Regions from separate parts of the Mus musculus genome. Here regions 1, 2, 3, 4, 5 and 7 are each linked to region 6. Evidence: chromatin contacts called from public Hi-C and promoter capture Hi-C data. All regions are on one chromosome and are shown on one strand. The core of a region is the stretch at or near the end of the contact, and the rest is flanking DNA. Distances in the headings are between cores, read along the strand shown. Region 1 holds the start of Phykpl (5-phosphohydroxy-L-lysine phospholyase). Region 2 holds the start of Hnrnpab (heterogeneous nuclear ribonucleoprotein A/B). Region 3 overlaps Adam19 (a disintegrin and metallopeptidase domain 19 (meltrin beta)). Region 4 holds the start of Clint1 (clathrin interactor 1). Region 5 holds the start of Adam19 (a disintegrin and metallopeptidase domain 19 (meltrin beta)). Region 6 holds the start of Rack1 (receptor for activated C kinase 1). Region 7 holds the start of Sox30 (SRY (sex determining region Y)-box 30).

Evidence for each region. Promoter capture Hi-C pulls out the DNA fragments that hold promoters and counts their contacts. A called contact is a pair of places that touch in the nucleus more often than the background predicts.
Region 1: a contact with region 6 is called in a promoter capture Hi-C map of liver, with 5 times the contacts expected there. The contact joins the promoter of Phykpl here to the promoter of Rack1 in region 6. A contact is called at or near these places in 2 of 39 promoter capture datasets (liver and pre-B cells), 1 of 115 datasets of contacts at active chromatin or transcription factors (extraembryonic endoderm stem cells) and 1 of 9 other capture datasets (liver).
Region 2: a contact with region 6 is called in a promoter capture Hi-C map of embryonic stem cells, with 7 times the contacts expected there. The contact joins the promoter of Hnrnpab here to the promoter of Rack1 in region 6. A contact is called at or near these places in 3 of 39 promoter capture datasets (the C10 cell line, embryonic stem cells and liver), 1 of 484 Hi-C or Micro-C datasets (B cells) and 1 of 9 other capture datasets (adipose tissue).
Region 3: a promoter capture Hi-C map of liver shows a contact between it and region 6, with 3 times the contacts expected there. The contact joins the enhancer-like site here to the promoter of Rack1 in region 6. A contact is called at or near these places in 2 of 39 promoter capture datasets (liver and stem cell-derived epiblast-like cells), 3 of 115 datasets of contacts at active chromatin or transcription factors (embryonic hindbrain, embryonic stem cells and forebrain) and 2 of 9 other capture datasets (adipose tissue and liver).
Region 4: a contact with region 6 is called in a Hi-C map of rod photoreceptor, with 5 times the contacts expected there. The contact joins the promoter of Clint1 here to the promoter of Rack1 in region 6. A contact is called at or near these places in 1 of 39 promoter capture datasets (embryonic stem cells), 1 of 484 Hi-C or Micro-C datasets (rod photoreceptor), 1 of 115 datasets of contacts at active chromatin or transcription factors (extraembryonic endoderm stem cells) and 1 of 9 other capture datasets (adipose tissue).
Region 5: a contact with region 6 is called in a promoter capture Hi-C map of embryonic stem cells, with 7 times the contacts expected there. The contact joins the promoter of Adam19 here to the promoter of Rack1 in region 6. A contact is called at or near these places in 2 of 39 promoter capture datasets (embryonic stem cells and hippocampal neurons), 1 of 115 datasets of contacts at active chromatin or transcription factors (forebrain) and 2 of 9 other capture datasets (adipose tissue and liver).
Region 7: a contact with region 6 is called in a promoter capture Hi-C map of cranial neural crest. The contact joins the promoter of Sox30 here to the promoter of Rack1 in region 6. A contact is called at or near these places in 2 of 39 promoter capture datasets (cranial neural crest and hippocampal neurons), 1 of 484 Hi-C or Micro-C datasets (uterus) and 2 of 115 datasets of contacts at active chromatin or transcription factors (astrocytes and embryonic forebrain).

What each region holds. Positions count from the first base shown.
Region 1 is chr11:51,583,433-51,586,316 of GRCm38.p6, reverse strand. Phykpl (5-phosphohydroxy-L-lysine phospholyase) reads right to left here and starts at 1,536. Exons shown (of 13, transcript NM_028398.3): 1 at 1,438-1,536; 2 at 685-803. The coding sequence starts at 1,496. Col23a1 (collagen, type XXIII, alpha 1) reads right to left here. Exons shown (of 29, transcript NM_153393.2): 29 at 2,392-2,884.
Region 2 is chr11:51,605,331-51,608,140 of GRCm38.p6, reverse strand. It overlaps Hnrnpab (heterogeneous nuclear ribonucleoprotein A/B), which reads left to right and starts at 1,260. Exons shown (of 8, transcript NM_001048061.1): 1 at 1,260-1,474; 2 at 1,555-1,801; 3 at 2,512-2,680. The coding sequence starts at 1,578.
Region 3 is chr11:46,071,197-46,074,198 of GRCm38.p6, reverse strand. All of the region lies in intron 3 of Adam19 (a disintegrin and metallopeptidase domain 19 (meltrin beta)), which reads right to left. Among named protein-coding and RNA genes, the nearest start is that of Adam19, 17 kb to the right of the region's middle. Within about 2 kb of position 1,333, at least 83 of the 459 cell types and tissues checked have an H3K27ac peak or open chromatin away from gene starts, as enhancers often do. A contact at or near this core is called in liver, where this site is marked.
Region 4 is chr11:45,850,339-45,853,224 of GRCm38.p6, reverse strand. It overlaps Clint1 (clathrin interactor 1), which reads right to left and starts at 1,256. Exons shown (of 12, transcript NM_001045520.4): 1 at 1,033-1,256. The coding sequence starts at 1,073.
Region 5 is chr11:46,054,677-46,057,727 of GRCm38.p6, reverse strand. Adam19 (a disintegrin and metallopeptidase domain 19 (meltrin beta)) reads right to left here and starts at 1,744. Exons shown (of 23, transcript NM_009616.4): 1 at 1,518-1,744. The coding sequence starts at 1,614.
Region 6 is chr11:48,799,020-48,802,023 of GRCm38.p6, reverse strand. It overlaps Rack1 (receptor for activated C kinase 1), which reads right to left and starts at 1,664. Exons shown (of 8, transcript NM_008143.3): 1 at 1,452-1,664; 2 at 190-361. The coding sequence starts at 1,560. It overlaps Gm36109 (predicted gene, 36109), which reads left to right and starts at 2,621. Exons shown (of 2, transcript NR_166852.1): 1 at 2,621-2,643. LOC115485831 (a small nucleolar RNA gene) reads right to left here and starts at 1,159; the gene lies at 1,092-1,159.
Region 7 is chr11:45,978,845-45,981,578 of GRCm38.p6, reverse strand. It overlaps Sox30 (SRY (sex determining region Y)-box 30), which reads right to left and starts at 1,269. Exons shown (of 5, transcript NM_173384.2): 1 at 206-1,269. The coding sequence starts at 1,259.

The sequences.
Region 1 (2,884 bases), core at 287-2,786, 2.8 Mb before region 6:
GCACTGTCAGAGGGTCAGCCATGGCATCTGCATTCTTAGAGCTCACGTGCCAACATGGTCAAAGCAAGGTAGCAATAATTAACACAATTACCTACAACACCGGGCAGTGAGTTTACCAAAAAGGCCCAGGATTAAGTCATTTCTCCTGAGACAGGGTCTCTCTGTGAAGCCCTAGTTGTCCCTGAAACTTGCTATGTAGGCGTAGGCCAGGCTGGCTGTTAACTCAGGAGACCCCCCTGCCTCTGTGCCCTGAGTGCTGGGAGAGTCCTGGGTTTTAACCCTTACCTGCCTGCAATGTGCCTTCTAACAGCTGTGGTAGCCCAGTTGGCTGAATTCATACTAAAGTTTCCTATTACCCCTATAGTAGTCAATAGAGGTGAAGGCCTGCTGTCAGCACCCTGCACGAGGCCAAGATGAGCACACTACATTTGTGGTCATGGATGGGTGGACTGTATATATGCCTGGTTTGATGTGAGTTCCACGTGGGACGTGCAGCTTGGACCTTGGCATGTGAACCTCTCAGGCCTGCCTGGTTTAGCACAGCTATGGTGTGGAGTCTTTTCACAAAGACTGGGGTGCCCCCCTGAGCATCCGATTCAGTTCTGTTCAACCCAGGCTATCAGTCAGATCTATGGCCTCAGCCTCCTCCCCTGTCTCACCAAGGGTGAGAGGCGTCATACTGACCATGAGCCACGTTGTTGATACAGTCCAGGTACTCTCGCCCTTGCTCATCGTACAGGTACTGCCCTTGGCCTCGGATAATCTTAACAGGATCCTCAGGAAAAAAGAGTCTGCAGGAAGAGCTGTGGGGACAGGCAAAGGATCGACAACCCTGTCTGAAGACTGACCTCCACTCATTACAGCCCCCTTCACTCCTTCCTGATTCTGGGATGGACAAAAGCTTGCAGGGCACGGTGGAACTTCCCTGCCTCCCCATTCCTGTGAACAGGACGGAGCAGAAAGTTTCTGAGACAAAACTAAGCCTTTGTGGCCCTCTCAGTTTTGCTTGCACACTGAGACTCCTCCAGTCCCAGTGAAAAGGGCTTCGGAATGGCTTCCTGAAGAAAACCCCCTTGTTAGGAGCTGCATCTCAGCCCCTAACATTCCTTGCCAACCCAGTGGCCTTGCTGTCCCCGTTAGTAATGGCTAGCTCCAGTCCTAAGTTCCAACCATAAGCTTCTCTCCACGTGGCACCGAGGATACTCCTCACAGGCCAAGAGCAGACTTCCTGTAACCCTGCCCGTGACATGACTGCCCCCCAGGCCAGGCCCAGCTCCTTATGCAGGTGGCTGCCAGGGGCAAAGCTCGCTCCACGGGACAGGGGACGCCCCGGAGTCGCGGGGTGGTTCACGGCCGCTTCTAGTAGGCTGAGGGAGGCGGGGAAATCAGGGACTCGGGGTGGGCGCTATACGCGCTTTCGGAGCCCACACCCGGTACCTGAGCAGCCGACGTCTCAGGTCCAGAGTGACGGCCTTGGCGCGCGTGTCCGCGGCCATGGCGCCGAGCGGTCAGCCAGTACCCAGATGCTGCGCGCTTAGCTCCGCCTCCGCCCGCGACGTCAGCTCTGGGTGGGGCTTCAGTGCTGGTCCCGCCCCCAGGAGCTCCCTTCCCGGGCGTTTACGGAACTTGCAAGCGAGATAGCTTGCAGTTCACGTCATCACGGGCGGATACTCTCCGCTGATCCATGGTCGGACTTCGCCCTTCTCTCCTACGCCCGAGGTTTCCCTCCCAGGAATGTGTCCCCAGACCGCCAGGTGGAGCGGGACTCTAAACTGCGGCGGGGCACGCCCGAGCAGGTTGCTGTCTCTGCGCTGATAACGTGACACCCTGTGAGGGTAAATTACTGGCACCCTGGAAGGACAAAGGCCTTCCTGGCATGGCGCTGTAGAGTTCGGTGCCACTGCTGGGGCAGACCACGGAGATCTCTAGAAATTCTTGCTAGGATTAGACAGGATAAACTTGACATGTCGCTACAGGAAGAGAATTTTGCAGTGGGCAGATAGGAAGAGGTTTGGAAAACTTCTGAGTCCTACCTTATGTACTGTGCAGGAAACAGGCCCAGAAAAGAACGGCTTTGCTCCGAGGCACACAATAGGCCCGCTGCAGAGGCCGGACTAAAACAAGGTCTCCTGAACTCTTACCTAGCACACTGAGTGACAAGAGACCTCTGTGGTCCCGGAGGTGGGAGAGAAGGGATACTCCCTTATGGGTTGAGCGCTGGAGCTGACTGTCTTGATGAACCCTGGAACAAAGGCCTGAGAAGGCCCCTCAGCAGACTGGGGCAGTCTTGTTCACATGCCAGCCCGCTGCCCCATTCTCCAGTAGCTTATTTCTTTTCTTCCCTAGAAAACTGCAAAATGCTTACAGCACTTATTAAAGAACAGCTTTGTATTCTTGTGGTTTTTGTTTGTTTTTATTGTGGTAAAATATACATAAAAAAACAAGCAATTTTGAAGGGTACATACAATTCAGTGGCATTAGTACATTCTCAATGTTGCATCTTGTCACCAAAACCCAGTCACAGAGCCCTTCCATCTTCCCCAACTGAGCGGTATTTCATGTTTTTAACCATAAACCTACCTAAAAGTCCATCTTCCTGCTCAGAAAAGGCCTATCCTTCCTGTCCTTGGTCCCATCCTCTCTCCATTTTCTGGCATCTGTCCTTTCAAGGCAACCCTGGAGGCCAAGAAGGCACAGGCTGAAAGGAGGAAGGGACTGAACAAGACTTGGATGTAGTGGGGGGCATGGTGGTGCAAGCCTGTAATCCCAGCACTTGGGAAGCTGAGGCAGAGCTGCAACTTTGGGACCAGCCTAAGTTATGTATTGAGACCCTGTCTCAACCAACAAGCAATCATTCCCCTGCCCAACCCTTGAATCCAGAGCA
Region 2 (2,810 bases), core at 11-2,510, 2.8 Mb before region 6:
GTCTACAAAGTGAGTTTCAGGACAGCCAGGGCTATACAGAGAAACCCTGTCTCAAAAAAAAAAATCTATATATATCTCTATCTATCTATCTATCTATCTATATCCATCCATCCATTGGATGACTCACACCTTTAATTCCAGCACTTAGAAGGCAGGCAGGCAGTTTTCTGTGACTTCAAGACCAGCCTAGGTCTAAAAATGAAGTTGTGGGCCAGCTAGTTTGTTTAAAGGAAAAAAAAATTATAAAGAACAAAATGGAAAGTGAAGATTGATACCTTGTCTGATTTACACACTCAGGGCATAGAACTTACACTCAACACAAACGTATGCACACATACACAGGAATCATGGCCTAACCCAGGCCTTTAAAGTTTTATGGTCAATGCTTAAAAGAAAACTACCCCTCTTTACCATAACCTCATTTAACAGGGCTATTTTTCCAAAAGCAAGTTGTCAGACTAGGCAGGGTGACACATGTCTGTAATCATATCCTGGGGCTACATGAAAAGACTCTTAATTTTTCCATTTAGGATCATCTAAAAATCAGTGAAATTAAGCTAGGCACAGTGGTGGTGCAGCACATAATTCCAGCACTGAGGGGGTGAAAATGGAGGGTCAAGAGTTCAAGGCCAGTCGGAGGATACCAGACTTGGTCTCAAAAAACACAAAACGGAACCAAAGGAAAGAAATAAAAATTAAAGGCAAAGCTAAACACTAATGCGATATTAAGTATCTATGGGTGTCAAGCAGACACTGGAAATACTACGGTCCAACGTTCACTGCGCCAGGCCTCCATGGATGGCCCCAGCTAGCTCACTGAAGAGGGCAGGAGCCCTGGCATCTCAGGATGCCGAGGTTTAGGAGCAGGCTGTGCTGAAGGCCTCCGATGACCGCAGCACTCCGTAGATTAGAGCACTCCAAGATTAGGCTCCTTTCTCCGGGCGACCTTGGATTTAGGGGACTTCCTCCGGCTCATTCTCCTCTTTTGGGAGGCCGGGGTTGCTAGTGTAGAATAGGATGTAGGGATAGGATGACAGACTGCCGTGTACCCCGGGCAGCTGGGGACATTGGACGTGCTCGCCCGGTGACCGGAACCGTAGACAGTTCTCCGACTCGCGCGCGTTCTAAAATGAGGACAAAGCCCGCCCGGATCTAGAGCGCGCGCGCAGAAGCAGCCAATAAGATGCTAGGACAATGGTGAGTGGCGGTTCGCTTTGCCCAATGAGAGTATCCGTTGTTACGAGGTGGTGCCCGGCTTCGGCATTATAAAGAGCTCCACGAGTTGGCATTGTCAGGCGGTGGCACCGCGCGGGACGGAGTTAAGGTCTTCTTTATCGGCAGTGTACGGCGGCGGCCGAGCGGAGCGATAGTCAGTGGCTGCGGACGAGCCCTCGGGGGTGCGAGCGTGACCGCGGCCAAGCCCGCGCGTCGCCTTCTGCGGCGAGTAGGGCCTCGCGGCGTCATCGGCGGCGAGGTGAGCGGCCCGGCCGCGGGCGGTGGGCGGGAGCTCGGGGAGCGCCGCGGGGCCTGACGCGCTGTCGCCGCTCGTTGCAGTAGCCGCTGCGGCCTGGCCGACCATGTCGGACGCGGCTGAGGAGCAGCCCATGGAGACGACGGGCGCCACCGAGAACGGACACGAGGCCGCCCCCGAAGGCGAGGCCCCGGTCGAGCCCAGCGCGGCTGCCGCGGCCCCCGCGGCCTCGGCCGGGTCTGGGGGCGGGACCACGACCGCACCGAGCGGGAACCAGAACGGCGCGGAGGGCGACCAGATCAACGCCAGCAAGAACGAGGAGGACGCGGGGTAGGTGCGGCCGCGGGCCGCCGCCTTTGTTCTGGGGCCGTCTTTTGTTGGCGCCACGCGGCGGGGGGAGGGGCGGGCGGCCCGCGGAGCTGTGCCTGCCTGGCGCGCTTGCCGCCTGGCCCGGGCGCGGTTACGCGCCTCGGAGTTTGCAGGAGTTTGCGGGGTCGACTGTGAGGCCGATCTGGGCCGCTCGCGCGGTGCTTGGGCTACTTCGGGCCTCGGGGCGGGCGGCCCCGGAAGAGGAAAAGCGGCGGATCGCGAATCGGGCCGCGAGGGCTGCGTCTCTGCTGCGTAGGCGGAGTTGGCGCGCAGCGGGCCGGGCCTAGCCTGCCGCGAGTCGAGGGGCGGAGTTCCAGCCTGAACCCTGGGGCGGTCTTGGCACCGGGAAACCCAGAGTTCCTTGGGGCAGGTACTTGGGAGGCCGTGAGCTCAAGTAGATTCATGAGTGCAGGGCACGCTGATTTTAAACTCGTGAGGGGTCATGGGTCACATTCTTGTCCCGTATGTACCGTGTGTGGCTGTACAGTCTCGTTCAGCTGTGAGTTCCAGTTGAGTCGAGATTGCAGAGCGACGCAAGGGTTAACTTGAAAGGGGGCACCATCTCAGACTGGTCCATGGGACTGTGGCTCCATAAGCCCTTCCCCAGCCAGGAAAAGTGTCAGAATTCTTTTACAGCTTCTAAGGTTTGTGGTCTTGTCTCTCACTTGCAGAAAAATGTTCGTTGGTGGTCTGAGCTGGGATACCAGCAAAAAAGACTTAAAGGATTATTTTACTAAGTTTGGAGAGGTTGTTGACTGTACAATAAAAATGGATCCCAACACTGGACGATCAAGAGGGTTTGGGTTTATTCTCTTCAAAGATTCTTCTAGTGTGGAAAAGGTAAGCTGGGTATTTGACAGCAATCTACTAGGATTCTGAATCCTAAGGAACTCAGGCATTGCAGTGTTGAGGTGATTGCCACGAGTGAGCTTAGAGTCGTTTTGAGGGATAGTACAGATTGAGTGATTCT
Region 3 (3,002 bases), core at 84-2,583, 2.7 Mb after region 6:
CAGGAGAATTTCTGAGTTCGAGGCCAGCCTGGTCTACAGAGAGTTCCAGGATAGCCAGGGCTACACAGAGAAACCCTGTCTCGAAAAACCAAAAAAAAAAAAAAAAAAAAAAAAAAGCAGAGCCTCTGGGGCTCAGTGTCAACACACTTGGTCATTTCCATTTTGGAGGCTATCTGACACCCTGGTTGACTGTGCAGGGCGTGACTTCAAGAGAGCACTCGCAATTATTAATACCGAGACCAGCTCTGAACAATCGACCCCAAAAAGGTATTGTTTCCAGTCATTTGGAAAAGATGTAGTCCACCCAGGCTGCTGCAACAAAATACCACAAGCAGAGAGGCTTATAACCAACAGAAATGAATGTCTCACGATTCTAGAATAGCTCGTATCGGCCAAGAGCCACTGTGCTAAGTAGATGTTGATTTTAGCTGCACTTTCACATAGCAAGTGTGTTCTAGCTTCCTGGGGGCTCTTAGAAGGCCGCTTAACTCAAGCCATGAAGGGCAGAGACAGCATGACCCAATCACCTTATAAAACCATGCCTAACATATCCCCTTTCAGTACATGGGCTTGAAAGAGACATAAACCCCCAGCCCATGGCAATCAGACAGCCTGCTATTGAGCAAGTGTGGCTGAGAATAGTCTGACTCGCACGGAGATCCTATCAGACACTGACATTCCATTTGCTCTACCATGTCAGGGCTTCTGCACATGGGAACTGTAAGATGTAATAAATCTGTCTCCAAGCTGCAGTGGGAAACTACAACTCAAACAGAACTTCCAGGTCACGCTAGGGCAAGGCCTAACAGCACTCCGCATTCATATTAACGCATGCATCCATTCATCGCCTTGGATGGAGTAGGCCTGGTTCTGTTCTCCGTATTTCCCACCCAAAAATACGTCTGCGGAAATTTTCAGATAGCCACAGGCAGCTCTCATTAAATTCTGTTCTCCCCACCCAGCCACTCAGCTGCTTCCTTGGCACCAAGTCTCACAGGATTAACTGCAGGGACCCGGGAGCCCAGCTGCACACAGGCTTTGCAAAAACATTTGGAATACCTGAGATCTGCCAAATACTTGGTTAAAGTACGCTATCCTTTAATTTCTTGGGCCATGTGTATTTTAAGTGAAATGTAATCCATATGCCTGTGACTCATTTTAATGCAACTCAGCAAAGCAAGGTCTCCTAAGGGCACTGGGTCGCCAGCTAAGCCTTTCCCAGCGTCTCTTTGACCCAGGAAATTGAATTTTGCCAACAACCAATAGAATTTCTGACCAGATGAAATTTCTGACCAGACAGGGCCAAAGTGAGGTGTCCTTGACTCTAGGTAAGATGTTGAAATCTGTCCCCACCTGAGAAGGTGCTGGGATGAAGCGCGGGGGCAGGAGTGCCGTCCTGTTTGAACTGGCTGAATGTTTCTAAGAGAATTCCATGGAAGAAAGACAAACCTGAGAATGAGAGGCAGTGAGTAATTTGAGTTGTCTGCTGAAGAGCACCCTCTGCCTGGTGATTCGCCATGCATCTGCCCCTCTGTCATTAAACGATCCAACTAGGGCTAAGGGGAAAGGGAGGCTGGTAACAAGTGGCTGTGGACTGATATGGTGGCAGCTCATTAGATGTGATCTCCTTAGATGGGAAGGAGAGGGCAGAGGCTTGTCATGAGTTTGGTGACATCCTGGGCTATCGAGTAAGACCCAGTCTTTAGAAAACAAAGAGAAGGAAGGAAGGGAGGGAGGGAGGGAGGGAGGGAGGGAGGGACAGAGGGGAGAGAGAGAGAGAGAGAGAGAGAGAGAGAGAGAGAGAGAGAGAGAGGCAAAAACAAAACAATTCAGAAATGACTTAATTTTCTAAGCTGACTCTAAAGTTTCAGGACAATAAAACCATCCTCCTATCTATAATAGCTGAGCTAGGAAGAAAGCTTATTGTCAAAAGTCATAGTGAATAGTAAGACTCTTAAAACTCTAACCCATCAAAAGTTATAATGGGTAGTTAAACCCCTAAGCTCCACATGCCTGAGTTCTGCCTTAGTATTGACAGCATAAACCAGCCCAGAGAGCCATTGTTATTGAGGAGCCTCCACCTTAAGATCAAAGGACCTCTCTCTCTGTCTTTCTTCTTCCCCTAGTCCCCCTTTTTTTTTCTTAGTTTTTCAAAGTTTCTTTGTGACATCCTAGAACTTGCGCTGTAGACCAGGCTGGCCCTGAACTCACTGAGATGGGCCTGCCTCTGCCTCATGCAACACCAATGGTATGGGCGGCCACCACCTGCCACATCCCTTCTCGAGACCAATTCTAAACATCGCTAGGATTTGGACTCAAGTCCGCAGAGTAGCCTCAAGCGAGAAGAGTCAGCCTCGGGGTGTGCTCAGGGGACAAGTGGCGAGGACACGGCCACAGCACAGATAGTGCTGACACTGTTCCTCCTTCGTTGGTTGGTGACATCCTGGTTGTTTTTGAGACAGGGTCTCATATAGCCCAGTTGTGCTCAACCTCAGAGTGTATTCGAGGATGGCCTTGAGCAGCTGACCCTCCCTCCTCCACCTCTCAGTGCTGGGATTGCAGGCGTGCACCACCAGGGCTAAGTTATATCCTGCAGGGAGGGAATTGAATCCAGGGCCTCGCTCACGCATGCTAGCCAAGTACTCGGACTGAGCTCCATCCCCGGTCCTCATTGCTGTTGAAGGTGACCTTGTAATACAGTGATTTTTGCCCCCTGGTTCAGCTCTGTCTTAGAATCAGCTTGAACAAGTTAGTGGAGTTTCTCTTAGAAAAGGTTGCCGCGGGGCAAGAGAACTAGAGTCCACAGCCCCCAGGAGTCTGTCTCCTAAGATGACTTCAGCACAAGAAAAGTGTCTCTAATTGAACAGCACATAAGGCTTGTCAGACACGGCCCCTAGGTTAATGGCAGTCCTCAGAACAGGGGGGCGAGTCACAGAGGAAAAAATATTATGGATGTATGCCACCAAATTACAGGCTGTGACTAGGAGCCTGTAATTTCCATC
Region 4 (2,886 bases), core at 7-2,506, 2.9 Mb after region 6:
CTACAAAGTTAAGAACTTAGCTCTTTCGGTTCTGAAAACGGTACTCCTTAAGCACTTCCTTGGTAGCAAAGCACCATCAGAAGCGTCAGACAAGTTGCTTTAAAGAATGTTGTTTTCTGGGGTCAAAAAGAGCTTCTATACTTCCTGGTTTCAGGTTAGGTGGGTGGTTCAAAAGAACTGTTTCTTTACCACACTTATTGCATAATCACAAAAACCCAAAAAGGAAGAGGGCTGGTTAAATATTTAAAGTCTTATTTCCTGGTGACCTAAAAGACCTACTGTTATTTTCGATATGCTCAACTTAAAGTGCTAAGGGTTTCTGAGTATACTAAAAGCACTGAGTTATTTTACTCTGAAAGGAGTTAAAAACAGGTCAACAGGATATAAACTGGGCTTTTTTTCTTTTCCTTCACCCTTTAGAGTAATTTTTATTTACATGATTGCCCACCCCAAAAGGAAGTGTAGTGGTAAAGTTAGAGGAAAACAGTCACGGAAAGTTGTCTGGTCATCTGCTTTCACTTAGTGTGACAAACCCGAAGGGCGAGTCTCCTCTTGAGCAACTCCAGCCTGTCCACAGTGACCACTTGTTACACCTCCCACTCACTCCACTGCAGGTTCACTAGAAATTCAAAGGTGTCTACCAAGGTAAAGGGCATACCAGGCCAGGCCTAAGGTGTCTCCGAATTACACCACGGGGGTTACCGGGGACGGGAGCACGCGTCCCCTCGCCCCCAAGCCGGGCCTGGTGTCCAGGAGGCCAAACTCCAAGCTGGGTACGACGATCAAAGCATCTGTCTGCCCGGCGCGGGGTAGGGGCGCGGTGAGGACGTCCCGGGGAGCAGAGACCGGAGCAGGGAGGGGGGTTTTGAGCCGCCAGAGGCTCGGAGACCGAGGCCCAGGCCCGCCGCGGCCGCCGCCTTCACCAGGCCGCAGGGCGGGGGGGCGTGCCGCGTGTCCCCGCGCGCTGGACCACCGTGCGCACGCTCCCCGCCCCCGCCGCGGGGCCGGCCGCAACTGCCCCCCGATACTCACGCTTTGTCCACCAGCTCCCGCACCTTCCACATGTTCAGCATCGCGCCCCGCGCGGCCCGGCCCGCCGCCGCCCGCCGCCACTCTCCACGGACCCCGGGACGCCTCCGCGCCGGGGCTGGTCCAGGTCCGGGTCGCCGCCGCCACCCACCGCCGCGAACTCTCCCTAGCCGGAGCTCCTTCTCCCGGCCACAGCCACGGCGCCGCCAGTGACACGTCGAGACGCGGCCGCACCGGCGCTGCGTGGGGCGGAAGTGGCCGGCTTTCCGCCCGCGCCGCGCGCCGCACGCCGGGAATTGTAGTCCGCGCCCTGCGCCCCCGGAGCGTGAGAGGGCTGAGATCGCTGCGGTTTGGGGACCTCTGACACAGCCTCCGCGTGATTGCCATCACAACAGTTGCAAGACTTACTCGCGCTCACCTTCTTCAGATGTACACATTGATGCTAAGCACGATTACAGAGTGTGATTGGCGTGCGTGTTCTTCATCTACGCACGTGTTTCTGCATTTGCTTCCAAACATATAGGCGTCTATACATCACTGAACCTGGGATTCCAGCCCTGACCAGTGTAGAATTTTATTCTAAATCCTTCCCCACTCTAGTTTTATGATACAATGATTTTATCTGTAGACAGCTACCTAGTACCCTCGTTAAGATAGTTTGTAACAAGCCTCAGAAACTTAGTTCACATTAGTTGGGAAACCAGAAAGCCACCAGTACTCATACACAGCATACCTATATGTGTTTTATGTGATATACCCAAGAACTCTGTGGCTTTGGTTTCTAAAAGCATACATAATTTTTGAGATCTGCTAAAGTAATTTCCACTGATCAGGTTTTTCACTTAATATGTCAGTCAAAACTTGTGATAAAACTTGAAGTAATACTACATTTTGTTTTAGGCAATTCCTTAATTTTTATAAGTTTTACCTGCCCTGGTTGCAGACTGCTTTAATCCTAGCACTCAGAAGGCAGAGGCAGGCGAATCTCAATGCGTTTGAGGACAGTCTAGTTTACATCAGAAGTTCCAGGTCAGCCAGGGTTACACAATAAGACCTTAATTTTTAAGTTATAATTAAAACCTTTAATTAAATGTTATTTATTTGTAAAGAAATAAAATAAAAATTACTTAAATGTTAAAATAAAGTTATATATGTAAATATATATGTATTTATACATATACATTTTTTTAATTAAAAAATAATTCTGCCACTATTTACTGAGCATCTTCAGGGTGTTACAAGCGAGGACTACAGCTGGGGCTCAAGTTCCCTGGGAGCTTAAAGGTCACTGGAGGAGGGACATAACAATCAAGAAAATATTTAATTAGAGAGAATAAGTGCTTGTCAAAACCAAGAACATAATGTTACAGACAACAATGTCAGAGGAAAAACAGCAGAATATTCAGGGCTCTTTGAGGAGATTGAATGTATGCTAAAACTGGAACAATACAAAGGAACTGGCCCTAAGAAGATCAAGAAAAGAATGATTGGGGGAGGGAACACAAGACAAGTAAGATTCACAACGAAGGGCAAACAGTGGCTGTAAATAGCCAAGACCCAGGCCCTCTTATTCCAGATCCTTTAGTCAAGACGTCAGTTTGCATTTACTTGGTTATTGGAAGCAGCTTTGAAAGCACTCCAGTATGGTCCCGAAAAAGAAGCAAACAAAACTGAGAACCTCAGAGTGCAGAAACCAAAACAAAGCTGACTCACATATTCCTTAAGATAGGGGCTCTAGAGATCAAGCTAAGTCAGTTGGAGCCATAGGTTGGGAAAGGAGGCAAAGGGGTGCAGAGGTAATTGGAGAACCAGAGCTTTCAAAAAAAAAAAAAAAAGTGTAATTTTCCTCTTGAAAGT
Region 5 (3,051 bases), core at 495-2,994, 2.7 Mb after region 6:
ATGATTTGGGAAGCACCTTTTAAAGTGTATGAATGGTACGATTCCAGATTCATCAGTATATAGTCATAGAAGGACAGGAAGGGGGAAAGGAAAATATTAATAGCAACTGCTCATTTGGGGATCATGGGTCACTTTACAACTCGTAGATTTTGCTTTCTCCCCGGGTCTGCAGTCACTCTACCTCACTGACTGTTCTCAAGGCCTCCAGATCCCGTGAAGTTTACTTTCCTGTCTTTCTTCTGTGCAAATGGTAGGCTGGAAAATCAGACTCGAACAGGACCTGGCTCCCTCTTCCCCGAGGAACCCCACACCCCAACAAAAGGAAGAGCCTTCTCCTATCCAAGGCAAAGGAGCTGGAGCGTTGAGTGGAGGAAACCCTCGGGTCAGGTTCTTGCAGGGATGGGGCGGGGGCTGCAGCCTGCCCAGCCCGTACACTAGGGCGTCGTTAGCTTGATTTAAAAACGCTGACGGTTGGTACAGCAAGCACCCGCGACCGTCTGGAGTCAGCCCAGCTCTCCAGCTGCCTCAGAGCTAAGGCTAAATAAGCTCTCCCGGGTCAAGATGACAGAAGCCAGGCATTGCCCCTCCGGGACCGTCCCTTCCGCGAAATCCTATGAGAACCTCTGAGGGATGCGGCCCGGGAGGGAGCGGTGCCTGGGAAAACAGTTGTGAGAAATAGGCATTATCCAGCGTCCAAACTGGAAGCGTGGAGCCCATTCCATTTTCTTCACATGAAAACTGAGGCCAAGAGGAGATAGGCATTGGGTGAGGTGGAAAGAAAGCTCCGGTTTCCAGTATCAGATCTTCAATGTGGGGCGTACTTATACACACCTGGGTTTTTGTTAGTGAACTTCAGCTTACGATCTGCATAATGGGTGCGCATGGTTCTTTTATGGTCTTTCAGAGATGCTAAGTGTACAGGCAGAGATAACCAGTAAACCACCCTACCCTAATCTCTCGGAAACCTTTGATTTTCTATCCCACTGGTATGCTTTTGACACCACCACCCCCCCGCCCCCAGCAAGATCCAGGGAGTGGTTCCCTCGCCGATTCGGGATAGGATGCTTGGGGTGCTCCTCTGGGGATGCTCTGGGGTTGCTAGAGCAGCGGGCGCAAAATAGCGATGAGAGAGAGGCAGAGCGGAGACGAGCAACCTCAAGAAAAACAGCAAAGATAGGAAGAGCAGCGGAAAGAGAAGCCCAAAGTAAGAAAACACGGGGAGATGAAGAAAGGAAGGCAAGCAAAGAGAGAGAGAGAGAGAGAGAGAGAGAGAGAGAGAGACTTACTGCTTTCTGATTGCAGTGAGCGCACTAGCTCCACGACCTCCCGTGGCTCACCACAAGAGAACAAAGCCTGGGCTCCTAGGCTTGGGGGTGGCGATACTCACACCCGGGGAGTGGCGGAGTCCGCAGGGATAGCGGTCATGGAGCTGCCGGCATGCAAGAGCGACTCTCAGACCCTCAGTCATCACCACCACCCCTAGTCGCCTCAGAACCCATCTGCGCGCTGCCACTTACTTGTGGTCCATCCCGGCTCGCACGCCGCCAGCGGCCAATGTAGCTGCAGAGCGAGAGCCAGCAAGCAGAACCGGGCGACGCCCGCGCGCCCGGGCATGATAGCAACGGCCCTCTCACTGTCCGCAATCACACATCCCCTGCCATTGCCTGCCCCCGGCCTAGCGGCGGCGGAGGTTTTCAAGCAAACGCCGGCCTAAAAGCCACCCAGCCCACATCCCAGACGCTCCGCCCCTAGCCCCTCAGGGCTCTGCCTGGAATGGGAGGAGGGGAGGCGCCACGCGGAGGAGGGGGTTGGTGGTGGCTGGAGGGACAGCAGTGGGAGGAGCGAGGGAAGCCCCCCGGGAGCATCGCTGACTCAGGTGAAGGACACCCAGGGGAAGGGATGATCCGAATTTCTGAAGTAATCAACCATTCTTGAGGCCTGGGAGATTACAGGACTGGGGTTGAAAGTGTTAAACACACACACACACACACACACACACACACACACACACACACACACACACTTCTGCCCCACTGTAGCTAGTTTACTCTATCCCGCTTTATGCTAAGTACTTTGGGTGACCAAGACAACTCTTTGTAGCTCTACCTTCCAGGATTGACTACTCTTGGAGTCAGGCTGTGAAAGAGTTAATTCCAAGGGACTGAAATGAGTGCTAAAAGAACTTGTTTTCCTATCGGGACTCCAATCTGGGCCTTTAGTCCAGGCCTTCTGACACGGGAGGTGGGGGGTGGAGGGGGTGGGGTTGCAGATCCAGCATCCCAGAGGACAGGGCTTCTGTACTCCAGAAACAGAACACCAAGCCCAAGAAACAGTCTAGACAGGATTACAGAGAAGGAGGGAAGCCTTGGGCTGTATAGGTTGGGGACAGGAGAGAGCAGAATTTGGGATGGTTAGGGTTTAGGATGCAATGGAAGATGAAGCCCACAAATGATGGCTATCACTAAGAAAATTACAGTAGCAGACACTTAGGACTTAGCTTTTATTGACATTCCGTACGTGCTAGGGCCTCTGATAGTTGATCTTGTCATGAGTCCGCTGTGGACTGGAAATGTGTCTCAGCTGGTGGAATGCTTGTCATGCACTCATGAAGCCCTGGGTTCCATCCCCAGGACCTCGTAATTCCAGGAGTGTGGTGCACCACTGTGATCCCAGCACTTATGGGGCAGAGGCTGGAGGATCCAAAGTTCAAGGTTAATCTCTGCTACGTGGTGAATTTGAGGCTAATCTGGACTCCATTGACACAGTGTAGAATAACAGTGATAATTAGGCGACCATCTGGAGGGGGTAGGTATTGGCTTCATCTCTATCTCCCCTCTGGGGGAGGGGAATCAAACCAGAAAAGCATTAAGTCCCCTCACCAAAGGTCACAAAGCTAATGTCTGGGTTTCACTTAGAGTCTGTATATTTGCTATTACAAAGCCTGGTGCAACATGCCTTAGTTGATGAATGAAGAACAGAAAAAAGAGATAGCCAGAAATAATCTGTATAGGGTTGGTTAGCAAAACTCCAAGGGAGAGGAGGCTCTGGAAG
Region 6 (3,004 bases), core at 415-2,914:
CATCTGCCAAATGCCCATCTAAGACAACGTACAAGATGAGACACTTCATAGGTACCCAGTTTAAAACAACACCCCCAAATGTTGCTTTACCCTCTACAAAAGGACCAATTACCAAGGGGAGACTGCACCCCGGCGAATCTACCTCAGTTCTGCCCACTTTCCCCCCAAGATTCCAAAGCAGCTACTTGCGTTGTGAGATCCCAGAGGCGCAGCGTTCCGTCCCAGGAGCCCGAGAGGGCAAACTGACCATCAGAGGAGATAACAACATCACTAACGAAGTGGGAGTGACCTCTCAGAGCACGCTGTGGTATGCCATAGTTGGTCTCATCTCTGGTCAGCTTCCACATGATGATGGTCTTGTCTAAAAGGGTTGGTAAAGGTTGGTATAAGCCTACTTACTGTGCACCATTTACAGTCTTAAAGTCACTGGGGCCAGTAAACGGGACAGAGAAACTTCAAGTTATAAATAAAAGAGGCTTACTACTCTACAATATCAAGAGCTGTAGATCTCAGCTGTAATGTGAGACTATGGGCACCACACTTCCTGGGATTGAGACTTAAGTTCCACATTCAAAATGTATTTTATTTAAAGTGGCTCCCTACATACATATGTGTGCTACCTGTGTCTATGGTGTTCAGAAGTGCGTGTCAGGTCTCCTGGAACTAGTTTCAGATGACTGCAAGCTACCATGCAGGGTCTGGGAAACTAACCCTAACCTTAGTCATCGTCCGGGCCCGAGACTAATTAACAGCAGAAGCACCACTTGGGTGTATGTAGGCTGAGCAGAGACAGCCTTTCCCGCCTGAGAGTTACTGAAATAAATGCAGCCGTTATTGTAGCATCAGACACAATCCTAGCCACGAACCAACTTACACAGAAACGGACAATAATAAGCCTAGTATTAGGTAGGAGAGAAAATGAGCATAATTTTGGGGTGGGTAGGGAGGAAATACACATGAAGATACATCATTAAAGAAAAAAAATCATTAGTTACAAGAAAACCTAGGGCGGGACAATCAAGTCCGGAAATGTGGGGAACAAGGCATCTACAAAGTTTACCCACTGTCTATAGTTTAGGGCCAGGCGACAACAGCTCAGAAACAGCCTCTGGATTTCAGCAAAGCCACTCAGATGGCATGTTGGGGTCATCATTGCTCCGCCCGTCTTGTAGCCCCGTAAAACTACTTAAACACATCTCCAGGAAGCAAGCGAGAGATTTAAAATCGCCAACTTTGGGAGGTGGGGTGTGAGTACAGTTGCGCGACGTGTCTCGGTTTCCGTTCATGTGTAAAGGGTCGTCCCGGTTGGGGCCCAAGTTGGGGTATGCACGCCCCAACTAACAACTGGGTTGGGGAATGAACCGAGCCAACACGCGCGCCACTTGCTTAACCACGAGACTCTCATGCAGTCCCCAGGACACCGGGTGATTTACCCGGCATGCAGCCCGTACCTCGAGACGCAGACAGGATCATGTCCGGGAACTGCGGTGTGGTGGCGATCTGTGTTACCCATCCATTGTGGCCCTTAAGGGTCCCGCGAAGGGTCATCTGCTCGGTCATGGCTGCAGTTGATGCGAGGGTCGCCGCAGCGACAAGGATGGCACCGGATAGCTCAGAGAGCCAAGCACCACAGCGGCTGCCACCACGACCCTGTGGAGAAAAAGAAAGAGCGGCCTCCGCCGGAACCGGAAATACTCGGAGAGCAAGGCGGGGATTCCCATGATTCACTGCTGCTCAAAGATAGCTGCACTGAGAAGTGGGAGGAACTGGGAGAGTAGGTCTCAAGTATCGTCGTTTCTTCTGCCACGCAACCTAGTTTGGCAGCGCTGTACAAATGCATTCTGAAGCCAGATGCGCCAGGGTTTTAGAAAGGCTTCTCGGGAGATTAAAGCATGCCGTGGAAGCAGAAGTGGGGCTGAGGGCACACAAGCAAACTACAGTGGCCTCTCCGCCCTTACGTGGCAGAGACGCGGCTCCGCCCTTTCCGCTTCTGTTCAGTTCCTTGGTTGGAGACCCCGGCTCCAACTTTGACTTACGGAAGTACAATTAAAGTCGCAATTAGAGGCGTGTGCCAGCAAATCTGGCCTGTTTGTTTGTTTTATGGCAAAATTTCATGTAGCGAAGGCTAGTCTTAAACTGGTTGTGTTGCCAAGGATGGTTTTGAACTACCGACCTGCTTCTGTCTCCCAAGTACTGGAATTATAAACCGAGCCGCCGCCCGGCGAGGCTATAAAGGAGGAAGTGCTGGGTTCAGATTTCTGGGGATTCTGTTGGAAGCCCTTTCTGTGCCTCTGATCATTCCCCAGAAAAGCCTGCTGGTCTGTCTTGTGCTGCCCTGAAAGAAGTGTTCCCGGACGGGGAAGCAGAGGAACACGGATAGCCTGGCAACCCGATGACCTCAACACGTGTTCAAATTTTGTAGTGTTTCCAAATGTCACAGATCTGGCCTTAAAAAGTTTTAACTGTATGTTTTAAAGTATTTGTGTGTGAGTGCGCTTGTGATTGCCACAGAGCACTGGCTGAAGTCAGGAATTTTCTCTCCTGCCATGTGTGTTTGGCTACAGCCGATTTGTTCAGCTTCACTTTTTTTTTTTTTTTTTTTTTTTTTTTTTTTTTTTTAAGGAGCACACACAGGTCAGGAAGGTAAGCAACCACTAATGTCTATGTGAACTAAAGGATACATTTAATTATTTATTTTAGTGCTATGGGTTGAACTCCCACATGCTAGGAAGAGTGCCTTACAGAGTTAAATCCACCCAACTCCCAGCCTTGTTTAGTTTTTGTTCGTTTTTTTGTTTGTTTTTTGTTTTTCGAGACAGGGTTTCTCTGTGTAGTCCTGGCTGTCCTGAAACTCACTCTGTAGACCAGGCTGGCCTCGATGATGGAATTCATCACCACATTCAACCTTGTTTCGTTTTGATTCAGGATGTGCATAGCTCAAATTGGCCTTAAATTTATGATCTCCCTTCCTCAGCCTGCCAAGTAACTAAGATTATAGCCCTAA
Region 7 (2,734 bases), core at 20-2,519, 2.8 Mb after region 6:
ACTAAGTCTTAAGAGTGACTGTTTATAAAAACTGTGGCAATACTTAAGTGTATTTTACCAGTATGTGGGCAAATCAACCAGAAGCACTCCCTGTGCAAGCTAAGGGCCGTACCAGGATTCTACTTTTCGAGCTTCAGCTCCTGAACTGCTAATATGTCTGTGCAACACAGACCTGTGAAAGCCAGATTCCCCTGGCTTCTAATACCTGCATCTGAGGGCAGCACGGTGAGGGGGACATCTTTGGTTTCAATTTTTACAGAAGGCTCCAGCAAGGACTGCATTTTAATAGGCACTGGTGTCAGGGGGACTTTGGACAACCGTATCAACTCAGAAGGCGGAGGCCCCTGAAACTGGATACGGGCTCCAGGTGGGACGGTGTGGAGTGTCAAAGGGAACCTTAGGTCTTGCTGGTGTGGCCCAAAAGCACTAGGCGGCTGGGCCAGGATGGCCTCCTTGCTGCTGTGGACCAGGCCATTGGACGTGGCCTCCGTGCCCAGCCTACAATCGTCCCTGGGTCTGTCTGGCTCCTCCGTCTTGATGACTCCTTCTCCGATGGCCAGCAGGCTCTTGCCTTCCCCGCCTTTCAGCGCATCCCTCGGAGCCTCCTCTGCCTCCAGCTTGGCTTTCTTCTCATCGCTTCGGCGGCCGTCGAGGGCCTTCCCGGTGCCATCCAACTTGGCGGCCCTCGAGGCTCTCGGGCCGGCCTCGGTGGTCCTCCGAGATCCCACCGACAGGTCCAAGCCCGCCCCCAGCTCTTGCTTCTCGGCCTTGACGAGCAGCGTCCGGGGCTGCATGGGGTGCAGCTCCGGCCTGCAGGGGCCTCCGTCGGCCGCGGACTGCGGAGGCAACAGCAGCAGCTCCGGCCTCAGCTGCAGCAGGCGCGCCTGCGCGGACGAGGCGGCGGCGGCAGCGGCAGCGGCGGCGGCGGCTGCGCCCTCGTCGGGAGCCGGAGGCACCCCCGGTCCTCCGGGAGGCAGCAGCAGCACCTGTTCCGGCTTCACTTGCAGCAGGCGTCGCGTCCCTGCCGCCTGCGCACCCGCCGCCGCGGCCTCCCCGCACGACGAGGCCACCGCGGCCATGGCGGCCGTGGCCTGAGCCGACGGCGACTGGGAGCGCTCTGCGGCCGCGGCCCGGAAGGTGGCGGCCTCGACGGGCTGCGCGGGCGGAGCGGGGCGCAACGGGCGCGGAGGGGTGGGCCGCGGCGGTTGGCGCGGCGGCGGCGGCGGTGGCGGCGGTGGCTCCGGCCTGGCTCTCTCCATGGGGGAGGGGGCGGGCGGGCCGCGGCCGGGATTGTGAGCTCAGCCGTTTGTTGGCGGCCTCCCCCTCCCCCTTTCGGTTAAGACCCTTCCAAGGCCTTGGCTACCCAGAACCCTACGCGCTCCACAGACGGGCTCGCCTCGCCCAATCAGGAGCGGCCCGGTGTCTCCCGCCAGCCAATCACAGGCACGTTCCCCGGCTCCTCCCACCCTCCACACTAGCCGCGTGCGAGAACCCTGGAATCATCCGCCATAGACCGGGCCGAAGCTCCTTGTGTCCCATTTTCCACGCCTCTTCACTCTCCCTCTCTTCCGGATTCTCTTTAGGCCTTGACCTTGGTTACCCCGCCCCCTCCTGGAGCGCGACAATGGCGTTGCCCAGGAAACCCTTCTGTTCCACGCCTTTACCAAGGACCTCCAGGGATGAAGGCGTGGGCCTTTCTTGCGGGCTGGGCTCTCGGCCTTGTGTGTTCATAAAGCCGGAGTCTGATAGGGTCTTCTAGTCATTCTCAAGTATGGGGACACCTTGGAACTTATAACTGATCTTACTGGACCTGGTTTTTGACTAGGTATAACTATTTTACTAGTTGAATTTTCAGTCTGCTTCCAAGATGCGACCCAGATTCATCCACCTTTTGAGGTCCCACCCACCATTATCCTGCTTAGGCTTCCATTGTCCTTCTCTAATTCCATATGGATGTTACAGTTCTCCTGAAGTTTTGCTCTTCACCTATGTCCCACTACCTCCCGACTGCCAGTTGTTCTAAAAATACAAGTCAAACTGTCACATTTCCCCCAAATCTTTCTGCCGCTCCCACTGGTTATGAGATAAAAGTTCGAAATTCTTAACCCCGCAGAGCCTGATAAACCTGATTAGTAGCTTAGGCTATACCTACAGTTTGAGTTTTTTACACTTTCACCACATTGCTTCCCATGCTATTCTTTTTCATCACAGGACGCTTTAGCAAGTCAAGCATTTATGTCTCTTGTAACTCCCGTTTATTTTTCAACTTGGAGCTGAACCGGCATTTCAGAGAAAACCATGACAGCATTCGTTCGAATCTCTTTTATGCACTCACACCTGATCATGTCCTTTGAAGTGCTTTCTTTGTGTGATTATTCTGCGCCTCTTCCAGTTGATTGTTACCTCCTTTGGGAAAGAACTGCTTTTGTTTTGCTCATCATTGACTCCCCAGTGCCGACTGTTGAGTAATTGTGCAATAAATGCTTATTGAATAAAGAAATAAGAACTGCCACAGCATAATAAAATAGTAATACTATGTATATTAAGGGCTCATTTTAAGGTTTTTTTTCCATGTGTGTGCCTCTTCTTTTAAGAAGGAGTGTGTTTAGTTTTTATTCAATATTAGCAAGTAAATGAGAAATTATCAACATTTCCTGCATCACTAGACATCCTGACTAAAAGTTACAGCTCTATCTTGAGGAAGATAAACACTATAGCCAAGGCAATTAAAGAT